2 separate regions of the Triticum aestivum genome follow, and region 1 is linked to region 2. Evidence: chromatin contacts called from public Hi-C data. All regions are on one chromosome and are shown on one strand. Each heading gives the region's core, a stretch centred on a gene start, on an enhancer-like site or on the middle of the called end of the contact. The rest is flanking DNA. Distances are from core to core; before and after follow the strand shown.

Evidence for each region. Hi-C and Micro-C count contacts between places; a contact is called where the count stands out from the background.
Region 1: a contact with region 2 is called in a Hi-C map of leaf, with 2.3 times the contacts expected there. The contact joins the promoter of LOC100270662 here to the promoter of LOC123124618 in region 2. A contact is called at or near these places in 3 of 5 Hi-C or Micro-C datasets (leaf and an unstated tissue).

The regions. Positions count from the first base shown.
Region 1 is chr5D:248,206,963-248,209,662 of IWGSC CS RefSeq v2.1, forward strand. It overlaps LOC100270662 (ferritin-1, chloroplastic), which reads left to right and starts at 1,279. Exons shown (of 8, transcript XM_044540503.1): 1 at 1,279-1,677; 2 at 1,884-1,967; 3 at 2,061-2,121; 4 at 2,222-2,309. The coding sequence starts at 1,379.
Region 2 is chr5D:248,029,819-248,032,518 of IWGSC CS RefSeq v2.1, forward strand. It overlaps LOC123124618 (LOB domain-containing protein 12), which reads right to left and starts at 1,339. Exons shown (of 1, transcript XM_044545205.1): 1 at 241-1,339. The coding sequence starts at 890. The coding sequence ends at 357.

The DNA of each region.
Region 1 (2,700 bases), core at 29-2,528, 180 kb after region 2:
CCGGCTAAGCTGGAAGGTACTAGATCTGCCGCCGCCACCGCTTAGCAAGAGCAAAGGAAAACAATTTGGTCATACGTTGAGAACCACTATCTACCCATTTGGTGCGGAAAAATGACACGTGAGAAATGAAGATTTTTTCTTTTGGTTTGATTTTCAAAGGAATAACAATGAAATAATTACAATCCACTCAAACTTCTTTTTTGCAATCCTATGCACGCAAAGGGCTGAGATCCGGCGACTTGCTTGAGCGAGTCACCGGTGAGCAGTATGGTGACTTGCCCTCATCCCAGACCGTCCAATCAAGGATCGACATACAGATCGACATAAACGGTGAGATAGTTACAGTGCACTTCTACAGTACCTGGTCTACATCACATCATGAACAATGACTTCTTGTTAAAGTTCTTGGTCTGATTTGTCCATTTCGAATCAAACGGATGGGTGCCCGCAAGTTAGAACGTGACTGGTTGTGGGCATGTCACCTGATCCGTATCAGCACACAGATCAAGTCAAGTGCCACGAGCCGGGCAATAGAAATCTTTTTTTAATACTTGCATGTGTTTTAATCTTTATTTGACCTAAAGTTATTCCCCACTATGATAACCTTCCATTGTGACCACCCTTATGGCTTGTAAACATAGGACGAGACTTGACTGCTCCTTTTCCATGCTCCCATCCGTGCTCCCGCGTACGTGACTTGATTTGATTGGAACAAAATAAGGCCCGGCCCCATCTCCTTAAAATCAGGGGGGGTGATTAGATTAGAAGGGAAAAGAGAAAAAAGACAGCCGTAGGATGAGGTGGAAGCACGGATGGGAGCATGGGGAGGGAGCAGGCAAGCCGGATCCGTAAACATACGCCAATGACTCTCTCTTTTTGCGACTGTACACTAATGACTTAGCATATAGCTTGTGCCGAAAGTAGCAAAAGATGAAGTTAAATACATTACTTCCACCTATATAAGAATCATAGCAGATAATCTTGTCCATAAAGAAATGTAAATGCACGTCCAAAAACATGAAATAAATCCCAATAATACATGTTGCACAAAAGAGAAGACGAAACCAGATGCTCGTTCTCCTCCCTACACGACCGGCAGAACTCGCTCCACCTCCGCTGCCACCGGGCTCCACCACCACCACACAGCCCAAAATATCCCCGCCCGTGCGTTCGCCCGCCACGCGCACCCCACGCGCCCCCGCCCCTCCCAGCCCATCTCCGCCGTCCACGTGCCGCGGATCCGCGGGCACCACGCGCCTATATCTATCCCCACCTCCACCTCTCCCACCTTCACCTCTCCCACCTTCCACCGCACAAACCAAATCCCGCTCCCACAATTTCCGGAATAGCAAGCGCGCCGCCGCCGTTCGGGTTCGAGATGTTGCCTAGGGTTGCGCCGTCTCCGGCCACCGCCGCCGCCGCAGCGGTTGGCCAGCTCTCCGGGGCGGGGCTCACCGCCGGTTCGGTGAGGTTGCCGGGGGCCCTGCCGTCTGCGGCAGGGTCGGCGGTCTGCTGCAGGGCCGCGGCGAAGGGGAAGGAGGTGCTCAGCGGTGTGATGTTCCAGCCGTTCGAGGAGCTCAAGGGGGAGCTCTCGCTCGTGCCGCAGGGCAAGGACCAGTCGCTCGCCAGGCACAAGTTCGTCGACGAGTGCGAGGCCGCCCTCAACGAGCAGATCAAGTGAGTGTTGCTCCGCTTGGTAGAAATAAAATGAATTCTTCTTCTTCTCCGGTGCGTGTTTCTCTGACGAATCATGCAGAAGCACTATTTCTGTGTACGGATCGTGAAACCGTTTTAAACTGCCACAAAAGAGACTCTGTTTCCGCTATGATTTCAATACGAAATGGATGGGACTGTCGATTTAATCTTTAAAACTGCCATTGCAGTGTGGAGTACAATGCCTCGTACGCGTATCACTCCCTCTTTGCATACTTCGACCGCGACAACGTTGCTCTCAAGGGATTTGCCAAGTAAGTCCCCACTCACCACACCACCAAATCTGGCCCGGTGGATTCGTTAAAAATCTACCAGTACAGTGTTCTGATGCGCCGTTGTTCTTGCAGGTTCTTCAAGGAGTCAAGCGATGAGGAGAGAGGACACGCCGAGAAGCTCATGGAGTACCAGGTATCGATTTCTCTACCTCTCTAATTGCTAGCTTTGATTGGTCCAGATCGTTGCCCCGTGCTGCATATATTCATGCTTCGTGTATTCTTGTGTCGACCAGAACAAACGTGGAGGGAGGGTGAGGCTCCAGTCAATCGTCACACCCTTAACAGAGTTCGACCATCCTGAGAAAGGCGATGCCCTGTATGGTAAGTTGCCTTCCTTATACAGTTATTCTGGACATCTTTGCATTTTATTACAGTGCGTTACATTACATGGGGAATGCATGTGATGTGCTTATTGTGTGATAACGAGTGTCTGGTTGTTCATTTGAAACTTGAGTTGTCTGGAGTGGTTCGGATGCGTTGCCAGATCAGGAACACATACAAAAACTCGATGTTGTTGCAAAAGTTAAGTAAACCTTAGGGTGAATCTGGTTGTATGAGTTAGGATTTGCATCATTTTTTTAGGGGAGGATAAATTAATGGCCTTGTTGAGGAGAGGTCAGATCTCTCAATATTGTTCAGATGGGTATGTCCAGATGGGTATCAGCTGCGTGCTGTTCTCGCTACACTCACAGCTATTTGATGGCCTTTTGAT
Region 2 (2,700 bases), core at 89-2,588:
AAGCCAAATGCGCTTCACATCTTCAACAAACAACAATATCTGCAACTGCAAGGACAAAGGCACTCCTCAAACATGTCTTGTGGAGATAAGCCTGAACTAACTGAACTTTGTGGTTCAGAAAACCTCAACCAGTTTTTGTCTAGGTTACCCATGAATAGAAATGGAGGTACTATGCAATGCATGAATATGTGTCCCAACTGGGTGTGTGCGATGCGGAGGCATTATCCAAAACAACATGTGTCCCAAGCAATCAACTTTCTTCTCAATTTCCCAATTTTCAGAAAATTACAGAAGCAGAGACACTGTTTATGAATCATCAAAGTAGAAAAACACTAGACAGTTATGGCACATAATGATCATGTCCATAGGGACTCTTTCTTAAGGCACGCCTCCTGTAGCAGCAGCGTGCTCATCAGATCATTCTGCATGACGAGGCTGCTATACGCCTTGTCATCATCATCCATCTGCATTTGCTGCTGCTGCTGCGCCTGGCGCTGCTGGAGCTCCTGCAGATGAAATGCAGTGGCCGGGGAAGGGTGGTTGATGCGCTGGAGGATCTCGGCCTGCGCGACGGCGAGCTGCACCTGGAGCTGGGAGACCTGCTGCTGGAGGTAGGAGATGGCTCCGGCACATCCGTAAACGGGGTCCCGCATCCGCGCGGTGGCCTCGTACACCAGGCTGCTCACAGCATCAGCCCGCTGCGCCGCAGGGAGCTCCTGCAGCATCTTGCTCACGTTGCTGGCGCCGAAGACCCTGTGCACGGTGGCGAACCGGTGCGGGTCCTCCGGCGGGAAGTAAGGCGCGAACACGCAGTCCCTGGTGCACCGTCGCCGCAGGAGCTTACATGACGCGCACGGTGTGGCGCTGCTCCCCGTCTGAGCCCCGGCCATGGCAGTGCTTTCCTCTTTGCTACGGGCTTAGAGAAGAGAAGAGAAGAGAAGAGAAGATAGAGCAATGTATGGAGATGGTTGCAAAGGGGGAGGGTGATGGGTGCAGAGCTTGGCCTTTTTATAGAGGAAGCAGCCAGCCAGGAAGGAAGATGGAGGCTAAGCTAGGTGTCAATGAGGGAGGTTGGCTGCTAATTCCATGCACACCCTCGTTAATCAGGACAAACAAACAAACAAGCATGATAAACTAGTTTAGTGATGGTTTTGTGCTAATTAATGAGCCCTGTCATGTTGCTTGCTGGATCACATTCATCTAGCATAGAATAGGTGTAGAGCCATGTACCTACTGGTGCTGGATGCAGTGTGTGTAAAGGCCTCCTGCCTTGTTTGTCTGTATTTAGCAGCAAAGGTTGATTATTAGTCTATGCATTGCATCCTCCAATGGCCGTTATGATCTGGCAATTCTGCTTACCATTCACTTCACGCGGCACCGCCACACTTAGCTGGCTGCAGAGCCTGGATCAATATTTGACACTGCATGCATGCACGTTCAGAGTTGACCTTCCATTAGATGAAACACACACTCAGAGATAAATTAGCATTGCTGGTCTGATCCGTCTGACGCACGCTGTTAACATGTACTTGTTTAATTAACCCTAGCTTCCCCGCATAAATGAGGTGAAGATCGAAGACTTAGCAGCAACATGCATTAATTAGAGAGGAAGAAGTGTTACTAGCTAGAGCTAGCCTAGAGGTGAATAATTGTAAGTCGGCAAGGGAAATGGCGGGGCTCGACGTGAGGATGTCTGTTTCACTCTTCTCTACAAATTGGTGAATGTACTACTACTAGCTTCAATTCAATCTTCAATGCTAAGCAACTACAGTACTAGCACCGCTAATCAAATATAGTGAGAAAACAACAGATACCAGTATTTGTTTATCCCATACGCATATATACTAAATAAATCAAGCCAAGACCAGGAGAAAACCTGACACGTATGTACGCCCGGCCCTAGAACGGTGCTGCTACATCATCATCATGCGGACAAGGAGAGATTGTGGATTTGTCCTGCACTAGAACGGTACTGCTACATCATCGTATGGAAGCATTTCTATAATATACATGTCAATAATAGCATTGCTAGCTAGAGACAAGTATCCGCAATGTCTGATGCTAGTCATCAGGTACGTACGTGCACCCATGCGGCCATGTCCAACGCATTAAGGCCTCGTACCAACTTGTGATGCAGACTGTGCAACCACACCCTATACCTCTAGCTAACCCGGTTGTGTTTCCAGTGTGGATGACAGGACAAATTCATGCTGGAGCTACACTACAAGATGCATAGTTTGCCTAGAAGGATTATTGCTGCCTCAAAGAAGAGAAACAAGAAGCATAGTATACTATACCAGTATCATACTATATCAACATGTACAAAAGTCTTGCTTCTCATGCATCGATTTTCATCTGCCGAGAGAGAAAAAGGGCATATTGTTTCTCTGTGTTCTCGTGTACAGCAACGTCCTCCTTTCTCAGTGCATGGGAAAAGGAACACTACAAAGTACCGAGTCCTGACCCAGGAAGGAGGCAGGATTTCTAAAGTTGTTGCGATGCGTGCATGCACATGCACGTTGCTATCAAAACTCTAGAAAGTTCAGGCATGCATGTTTCAGTTTCACCCTAAATAACTAACCTGCCGACAATGTTTCACCACTAAGAGCTAGCCCCAAGAAACCATTGCAAATAAGTCTTCAGAGTTCCTGCTTAATTTCAAAGTCCAAACGGATCCATCACATGGTTTGGTAAACTCAC